2 separate regions of the Mus musculus genome follow, and region 1 is linked to region 2. Evidence: chromatin contacts called from public capture Hi-C data. All regions are on one chromosome and are shown on one strand. The core of a region is the stretch at or near the end of the contact, and the rest is flanking DNA. Distances in the headings are between cores, read along the strand shown.

Region 1 (5,045 bases), core at 2,154-4,653, 460 kb before region 2:
CCGGCAACCCCCTCTCCTACTTCTTCTTTTTTTTTTAACTTTATTTTTGTGTCTGTATATTAATAGAACAAAATAGTGGGCTTCACAATGTCATTTTGATACCTTCATTTCTTCCATTTTTGCTTGTCTTTTGAGACAAGATCTCTTTACATAGTTCTGGCTGTCCTGGCACTCACTTTGTAGACCAGGTTGGCCTTGAACTCAGATCAGCCTACTTCTGCTGCCTAAGTGCTAGGATTAAAGTGTGCACTGCTACCCCTGGTGTGTGTGCGTTTCTATACTTTGTTTGATTTTACTTTGCTTATGCCTCTTATCCTGTGTACTACTTTACATGGCTTGATCAAGTAGCCATTTATTCCCTTTCTTCCATTAATTTCCATGGCTTCAGTAGAGTATAACTGCTATAACATAAACAGCTGCTTAAAGTCTGTATACAGGGCTGGTGAGATGGCTCAGTCAGTAAAAGCGCTGGCCACACGAGCCCGGGAGCGTGGGTTTGATCCCGGGAACTGAAGGAGAGAACCAGCTTTGGAGATGTGCCTTCTGACCACGTGCGTGCCCCGGCACTGCGGTGTCTGAGTAGCCACATCCCCAGGCCCTGCTATGGAGCAGCAGCTTCCTCTGTGTAGCTCTGGCTGCACGTGACATCGCCCCTCCCCCCACCTCCGCCTCCTGAGTGCTGGCATTGCACTGCAGACCTTTATATCCAGCTTTACTTTCAATGTTGACATATTTTCCCAGGGTGTAAACAATATCTCTTCCTTCAGTACTTCAAATATTGCTTCATATTTTTCTTATTTGCATTACCTCCAATAATAACCAAAAAAAAAGGTCAAAATATTTACTATCACACCCTAAATATAAAGCTCTTTTTTTCATCTGTGGCTGATCTTAGGACATTTTATCTTATATATGTATTTCTAGAAGATTGGCTGTGCAATGTTGTCTTAGTCAGGATTTCTATTCCTGCACAAACATCTTGATCAAGAAGCAAGTTGGGGAGGAAAGGGTTTATTCAGCTTAAACTTCCATATCGCTGTTCATCACCAAGGAAGTCAGGACTGGAACTCAAGCAGGTCAGAAAGCAGGAGCTGATGCAGAGGCCATGGAGGGATGTTCTTTACTGGCTTGCTTCCCCTGGCTTGCTCAGCCTGCTCTCTTATAGAACCAAGACTACCAGCCCAGAGATGGTCCCACCCACAAGGGGCCTTTCCCCCTTGATCACTAATTGAGAAAATGCCTTACAGTTGAATCTCATGGAGGCATTTCCTCAACTGAAGCTCCTTTCTCTGTGATAACTCCAGCTGTGTCAAGATGACACAAAACTAGCCAGTACAAAGGTCTTGGTATAACTTTTCCATGTCTCTTGTGCTAGAGGAACGGCTCATTCTTTTAGCTACATTGTTTATATAATTTCAGGTCCTTGTCCCTGCCTTTTGGAAACTCTAATTCCACCAGGGCCCATCTGCTTTCCCACAGTTTAGCTGCTCTATTACTTAGCCACTTTGTGTGAGCCGGTGTTTCTCTATGCAGGCTCCTGTGGAACTCTTCTGTAGTGCAGTCTTGTCTAACTGTGTTTTTCCTGCCTCAGCCTCCTAAATACCAGGGTCCTGTAATTTACTTTGCAGTGAGTCTCCCTCCTGTGCCTCTTCCTTCCTTCCTTCCTTCCTTCCTTCCTTCCTTCCTTCCTTCCTTCTTTTCTTTCTTTCAATTCTTTGCTTTTGTCTTGGAAGTTACTACTGTTGTCTATACTATGTAATCTGCGTTTAGCCAAGCCAAGGCAATTTCTATTTCAATATTATGATTTTCATTTCAGAAAGTTCACCGTATCTCTTAAACATAACCACAACATTCTAGGTAACATGTTCAACACTTCCCGTGGCTTTCTGAGTGCATAGGGCTTAGCTAGAGCCACTCTAATATTTCTCTCTACTTTGGCTAGCATACCGTAGGGCTGCTGCAAAATATGTTGTACGGAGTGCTGACATAGGCTGTAGTTAAGGCTGGGCTAGTGTTCACTATGTAGCCCATGCTATCATCTAACTCATAGCTGTCTTCCTGTGTCAGCCTCCTAAGTGTGGGAATTGTAGGCAGAAGTCACCATGCTAAGCTTGTCCTACAGTGGTGGGTGGGCTTTTCACAGATTTTCCATTTTCATAGTTACACTGAACCTGGCTCTCTTTCTCAAGCTAGGGTTTTCATTTTGTTTTATTTTGGTTGGTTGGTTTGTTTGTTTGTTTGGTGTGTGTGTGTGTGTGTGTGTGTGTGTGTGTGTGTATGTGTGTGTGTGTATCTACAGAGACCAGAAGAGGATGACCCATCCTCTAGAGCTTAGTTACAGGTAGTTGTGAGGCACCTCATCTCCATCCCCTCAAGCCAGTCTTCCAACTATTCACACATGTACTGCAAGGGCATGTCCTTGTAACGTTTCGCCAGCAAAACACACTCGGACAACCGGATCCTTCTACGGCAAAGCTTTATTGCTTACTTCTCAGGAAGACCCCGAACCCGGAAAATGGTGCTGCTTAAATACCCCTCCGTGTGACGTGTCAGCTCCTGATTAGCTGCTACACCCCGGGATGGGCAGTGACTTGGCACAAATTTACTCCAGCACCTGCGCACATTGCTTGTTTACTAGTTAGGCACTGAGGAAGCCAGCTACATCTTGTAATGGCGATTGTTCACGGCTCTCCACATGGGCTGTTCAGACCCAGCTCCTCCCAGGGTTCTTTGCAGTGAGGTCTTGTCTTCCCCTCCATTCCCCAGCTGCTCTTCTCTGGGCAGCAGAGCACTTGTATAGCATAGTGTCCAGTACTGAAGACAGCAGGCTGACTCCAATAAACACATCTATGACCTCGAGGATCCCTTGATACCCAACCTGACAGGGAGGTTAAGCAGCCCTCCACAGAAATGATGCTTGCCGGGAGCAAGGAGATTTTGTGAATATGGAGTAGTTGAGAGAACCAATATCATGATTCTCCTCTTTAAAATCTTATGCAAACATTTGAGAGCCCCACTGTGTGCTTCTGGTGAGCATTCACCTTTCATTCAGAGAACAGATCACTGGGCATAGAGGCGGTGTTAACAGAAAACAAATCACAACGCAGCATCACTCAGTGCCAGGGCATGTGTACTGACTAGAGCCACAGGGACCACAGGAAGGCCAGATGCTGGCTGGCTTTGTGTTCCTCTGTGGACCTTCAGGTGTGCACTGGGGCTGAAAGAAGCAGCCTTGAAGAGGTGGCGTTTCCCAGTCTGAGAAGTGAGGTTTTAGTCACAGAATAACTCCTCCAGAGATATTGTGTAAAAGTAGAAGTGCATTCTGGGGGAATGTGCTACTTACTCTAAGTCAAAAACGATGGCCTGGAGTCAACTTCCACAGAAGTCACATGCTCCAATACCAAAATAGGAAGGAAAATATTTTGTAGGACACAGAGTATTTTTCAGAATAAATTGCGACACACACATACTTCTCGAGGCAGCTCTGACATTTGGGGCTGGGCAGGGTGTTTGCTGTAGATAAGAACACTGATATGAAGTGACTCCCTGGTTTATCTCCTTCCTTCTTCCTTCCTTTCTTCCTTCCTTCCTTCCTTCCTTCCTTCCTTTTCCCCATCCCTCTGCCCCTCTGTCCCTCTGTCCTTCTGTCTCTCTGTCCTTCCCCTGCCCTCCTTCTTTCAGTCCCTCCCTCTCTCCTTTCTTCCCTCCTTCCTGCCCTGCCCTCTCTTTCTCCCCTCTTCCTTATATAGGGGTATTTAATCGTGCTAACCTTATAGACTTAGCGTGAGTGTTAGTGAGTTTTTGCATATAAAATACTTAGAACATGTGGAGTATCATCGTTCAGTCTTCTGTGTGCTAACAGTTTAAAACAAGACTCACTGTCCACCAGCTTTTCCAGCTTCGAGAGGGCTGGGAATCAGACGCACTGTGGCTGAGTGACAGCCTTCTCATGAAGCTGCAGTCATGCGTCTGCCTGGGCTTAGGTCCCTGAAGGTGGCACTGGGACTGAAGGATTGCTGTCCAAGGCACGTCACCTAGCTGGCTAGCTGGCACTTGCTGTTGGTGTGCTCAAGTGGAGCTTTGGTGCCCTTTGTGATCCAGCTTGGGCTATCACACACTGTCACATCTCCTTTATTCTGCTCTATTTGGTGTATAGGGCACTCCACCAAGGCACAGTTCCAGGGTGGTGTCTCTCTGTTGTTGCGTGTGTGTTGTTGCATGTGTTTGTGGTGTGGATACTTCTTAGTGTGGGTGTGCATGCATGTGCTCGAGGGGGTGCATGCATGTGTGTGCTCATGCACGTGGAAGCCTGGTACTGATATTGGGGCGTTCGTACTTGATCGCTCTCCACAGTTACTTTTGTGAGAAGAGGTCTCTCCCTGAGCCTTAAACTTATTAATTCAGGTAGTCTGGCTGGTCAATGAGGTTCACAAATCTGCCTGTCTCCTCCCACCTACCCACATATCCCATGCTAGGCTGCAGCAGTGTATAGCCTCCACTGGTTCTTTACATGAGTTCTGGGAACCCTAACTTGGGCCCTTGTGCTTATGTGCTGACACTTTAGCAACTGTGCCATCCATTCCTCCAGTCCTCGGTCAGCCTGATCCTAGAACCCGGCTTCTATGCTCTTCAAGGAGATGCTACTCTTAAAGCAAGCACCCAGAGCCACCGGCCACGGGTAGACCCCACCCCAGAAATAGGCCTTCCCATATTAATTATTAATCAAGAAAACACACCACAGGCTAGCCTACATGGCTATCCAGACTGGACATTTTCTCAACTGAGGCTCTCTCTTCCAAAACAACTCTAGTTTGTGTCAAGTTGACATAAAAGTAGCCAGCAAACATCTCACAAGAGACTCATTTAGTGCCCACTATGGGGCTAGCACTATGTGCCAACAGTGATGTGAGCCTACTATTATTCTTATTTTACACCCAGACCATGAAACTTGCCTAACAGCATCTGTGATGGTTCATCTTGTGGTCAGTTTGTCTAAGTCTGTGTGGGTGGGAAAAATCCTCTCCCAGTGTGGACAGCAGCCTTGG
Region 2 (4,876 bases), core at 2,337-4,836:
TCTCAATATATATCTTTTAGCTTAGCATCAAACTGTAGATGAATGACTTGAAATTCAAGTTTAAGTGAAAGCACCTCAATTTTTCAATTAACGGGAATTTTGAAGTAGGGAACTTTCCTTTGCCTCTGTAGTGAGCTCCCACAGATGACAAGTAAACAAAAACAAAGACTAGCACATGATCTCTATATACCACACTAGGAACCTGCATGCAGGTTTGTAACTGAATGCAGATTCTACCTTTTTAATTTCTCTATTGGCAACACAGGAAATAAAGACATCATCCAAACATTCAAATTTCTCTAATTGTCATAACTTTACCACAGCCTAAGTTTGTCATGAGAATACTAGTTGGACTTGTAGTTTCAGGTAGGATTCATAAGGAAACACTAGCAAGCCTGCAACGAAACTAATTTCCATATATTTTCAGGATTAGTCATGGCTGAAGACAGTTCTCAAAAAAATTGTCTTAACCCTGAAATCAAAACATCACAGCCCAACTTCAGCTTTACTACATGCTTAATGATAAAAATCCATAGATCTAGCTATGGCTGTGTCCATGGAAGTTAAGCATTAAGCATTTCAGTACTGTAATATTGAATCAATAGCACATGGTAGAGTATCTGCTGATAACACCATAAAAAAAGCACGGGCTCTAAACATCTTAACTTATTTCCAGATTTATGAATTCACCCACCACAGGTTTTCACTAACTCGGGTATGTCTATTGCCACTGAGTCTGACATAGCATATTCCTCCTTGAGTTGTACTAAATTCATTGTAGTTTTTTTTTTCAATTTCTTTGAAAATATTCTCACCTTTAAGTGGCTCCACACAGGCTATTTATAAATGTCTACTCTCTAATAACTTCCAAACTAGCTCCAAGTCCCCAAATAGATACAAACTGGACAATTTCAGTAGAGGCTATGAGCTAGTCAAGAGATGACAGTCACTCTAAGTCACTTGTCTTTTCTCTTAATTACTATTATTAATGCCTTGCTTAGTGTCCTCGATGCACAGCAACTGTCCTCCTCAGGAGAAGCCTCGTTAAGCTTGTTTTCTTCTGACAGCTCTGTAGCTGCTGCAGACAATGCAGCTGAGTCAACTTACTATTGTTACACAGCTTTCCTTGCCTGGCTAGTGAAGGAGCTACTCTCAAATTTTTTTGGTTGCAGACTTTATTTTTGTGAAGAAATTTGACCATAAAGAGAAATCTGTTTTAAAATTTCCTAATCACTGCTTTCCCATGAGCAGGAAATTTTGGCATAGTTATTTAGTCTAGTTACGTTGATAACATACTATGGGTGTTTACACAGTGTTACTACCAGTAACAATCATGAAACTGTTTATACTCTCTTGTACCTGAAAATGTGATATTAAACGTACATTTCTCCTTTTTTATTGTCTTTCCTTGGTGCCTTAATAGGACTTACTGACTTCATTAATAAGTAACCAATAAAATAACATAACATAAAATAAATAAAAGGAGGAGTAGGGAGAACATCAGAGAGTTGGGAGTGAAGAATGGAAGGGAGAGAAAGGGCGAAGAAGAATAGGGAGGCAGGAGGGCTATAACCATATATCATTTGACATACTGGTGAATTCTAGCAGCATCTTGAATGATGCCAAGCCACAGTACAGAGTGATGAAAGTACCACACAGCCTGTGCCTCTGCCACGAAGCTCTGCCATTCTAGTTTGAAAGCAAACAGACAGCTGTAAACAGATTATTTCTTTTGACCAACTCTTTGCTAACATTATTGCTATTGTAAATCTTTGCTAACAATTTATAGCCCCCTAATCCCACAGATGGTTCTTTTAAAAGATGTAAACCACCGTACACGTGGGCACACAGCTGTACTCCTGGCCCTTGGGAGACAGAGAAAGGAGACTACAAGTTCAAGGAAAGCCTGGTCTACTACGCCAGGCCCAGTCCCAGTCCCAGGTTCTCTAGCTACATAGCAGTTCTCTATCCCTTCTCCAAAACAACAAAAAGTTCTAAGACACATTAGTTGTCAGGTTTGGGGAATGGGAAGAGAAGTTGACTAAATGATGTAGCAGAATCATGTGACTCCTAATGATGGTGACAGCTTCAAGAAGCTTTAACCACTAAGGAGGGTGGGCATCTCTGGGGACAAATCTCCTCTACTTGATCTCAGCTAAAATATTTGGAAAACACTGAAGATATCCAGAAGTGTTCCCTATACACCAATTTTATGATATGAGATAAGCCCAAAGGGAGGTCCAGATATATTCTTGCCTACTGTTTTAACCTCTACATAATCTTCAACTATATCTTCAAAACTGTGTCCACCACCTTTCCTTTTAGAACTATGAACTTAAACTAAGCATGCTTAAGGATGCAATTCTTTATTTTTATTTTTTATTGGATATTATCTTTATTTACATTTCAAATGTTATCCCCTTTCCTGGTTTCCCCCCCTCCCGAAAAGCTCCCTATGCCTTCCCCCCCTCCCCCTGATCACCAGTCCACCCACTCCTGCTTCCTGGCCCTGGCAGTCCCCTATACTGGGGCATAGAACCTTCACAGGACCAAGAGCCTCTCCTCCCATTGATGACCAACTAGGCCATTCTCTGCTACATATGCAGCTAGAGTCGTGAGTCCCACCATGTGTTTTCATTGGTTGGTGGTTTAGTCCCAGGGAGCTCTGGAGATACTGGTTAATTCATATTGTTGTTCCTCCTATGGGGCTGCAAACTCCTTCAGCTCCTTGGGTACTTTCTCTAGCTCCTTCATTGGGGACCCTGTGCTCAGTCCAATGGATGGCTGTGAGCATCCATTTCTGTATTTGTCAGGCTCTGGCAAAGCCTCTCAGAAGACAGCTATATCAGGAAACTCTTGTTGGCATCCCCAATAGTGTCTGGTTTTGGTGATTGTTTATGGGATGGATCCCCAGGTGGGGCAGTCTCTGGATGGTTATTCCTTCAGTCTCTGCTTCACACTTGGTCTCTGTAACTCCTTCCATGGATGCAATTCTTAACTGAGCATGCTCGGGAATGTATTCTTAACTGAGCATGTTCAGGAATGTGCCCACCTCAGAAGTGCTTTTTTTTTCTTTTTTTTTCTTTTTTTTTTTTTCGAGACAGTGTTTCTCTATATAGCCCTGTCTGTCCTGGAACTCACTTTGTAGGACAGTGCTTTTTTATTTACTTGCTTTTTTATCTACTATGTATAGGCTTCTCTCAGGCTTCCTTTGTTCAAGGTGGTCATTGTCTTATAAATACCTCCTTTGCTCTTCTTACCTCCAATAGATAATAAATCTCAGCTCTTTTATTTCTTGGCTGTGTTTGTTTTGGGTTCTACATTCACCAAGATGTGATCCCAATCATTTAGCTACAGATTGACAACTTAGTTTGAGACTTCCTGCTCAAAGGCACTGGGGATTTGTTGCTCAACTCCTAACAAGACAGGCAAGGAAGTCGGGTAGCATGTCCCAAGCTGACCCTGTACTGCTGGAAAAGAGGCCTGAGCCAGGGAAGGAGCATCTTCTTCAGGGCTGACTCACTGCTTCTGCTGTGTCATCAGGATTCTATGACAACTTGGCAGATATTCCAAACCTTTTGTTCAGAAGTTTCCTGAAACCAATGAATAGTGTTGAACTCTTGAGTCAGCTAATAGTCACCATAACAGAGCCAATAGGACAGAAAAGTGCTCAAGGCCAGCCATGAGCCCAAGACTACATTTTAATCTGGGGGTAAGGGTGATTGTGTGGGACTTTTACTGGGGAGTCACCACACTTATACACACACACACACACACACACACACACACACACACACACACACCTACTCACCTGGTTTAGGGAACCTACAATAGACCAAAGTAAGTACTCTATCAAAATACAACTTGGTGAACCAGTGAGGAGTGTGTGTGTGTGTGTGTGTGTGTGTGTGTGTGTGTGTGTGTTTTATTGAGGTTGCTGATAGGAGTGTGGGTGAAGGGTTACTTAAAGGAACAGGGATGACTCAAAAGTAATTGCATCACCCAAAAGCCCACCCTAACAGAGTGATGACTCACCAACCCTTCAGCCCTGGAGCAATGTACATTATTTACCAGCAACTCAACTAGGCCAAGAATCTCTGCTTACCAGTTCAGCTGATCAGAGTGTCCCCTGTCCCCACCCCTCCCCCACAAATATTTATGATGTCTTTAAGTTGGCAGGAGAGGAATATAGATCATATTTCAACTTTCCTAGACTTGTGAAGTTTCTTTCCTCCTGACTTTCATGATTATCCTTCTTTCAGGAGGGAAGGAACATTTCCATTGGGAGGAAGTGACTGTAAAATGAAGGTGAAAGACAGTCTCTTTGTGGGCTGCCAGTAGGCCAGAAACTGTGTCTTCCATCTTGGGATAAAGATTTGAACATAAAAGGCTTCAGAGGTCTAGTTAGTAAACAGAAATTGAAGAAATGACTGCCAGTGGTTTCAAATTTGGGGTTTGGGAAACATCTACCCTGAAGGTTTGAATAAAGACAAGCAGCTCTGACAAGGAGGGCAGGGTCCCAACAGGTCAGCTTTTATATTCTGGAGCCCACAAGTGGGTAGTGTGACACTTTCAATGCTGTAAAAATGCCAGAGCCAAAATCTTTATCTGTGGAAATAGAGAAGTCTCATTTTCACTTGTCTCTTATTTTTTTCTAATAAAGAAATCTGTTGTTCATCCTGGGGGAGAGTTGCTTCCTCTATTACTGTCAGATTGCGATTCTTCACCAAAAGACACACAGTCACACACACACACACACACACACACACAGAGAGAGAGAGAGAGAGAGAGAGAGAGAGAGAGAGACAGAGACAGAGACAGAGACAGAGACAGAGACAGAGACAGAGTGGGGAATATAAGTGAAAGGGTCTCTTTG

What was found. Capture Hi-C pulls out chosen DNA fragments and counts their contacts.
Region 1: a capture Hi-C map of bone marrow-derived macrophages shows a contact between it and region 2, with 7 times the contacts expected there. The contact joins two enhancer-like sites. A contact is called at or near these places in 1 of 484 Hi-C or Micro-C datasets (granulosa cells) and 1 of 9 other capture datasets (bone marrow-derived macrophages).

What each region holds. Positions count from the first base shown.
Region 1 is chr12:32,888,994-32,894,038 of GRCm38.p6, reverse strand. All of the region lies in intron 2 of Gm33484 (a long non-coding RNA gene), which reads left to right. Among named protein-coding and RNA genes, the nearest start is that of Gm33484, 18 kb to the left of the region's middle. Within about 2 kb of position 3,403, at least 26 of the 459 cell types and tissues checked have an H3K27ac peak or open chromatin away from gene starts, as enhancers often do. A contact at or near this core is called in bone marrow-derived macrophages, where this site is marked.
Region 2 is chr12:32,433,926-32,438,801 of GRCm38.p6, reverse strand. No RefSeq gene overlaps it. Among named protein-coding and RNA genes, the nearest start is that of Gm40375, 38 kb to the right of the region's middle. Within about 2 kb of position 3,586, at least 57 of the 459 cell types and tissues checked have an H3K27ac peak or open chromatin away from gene starts, as enhancers often do. A contact at or near this core is called in bone marrow-derived macrophages, where this site is marked.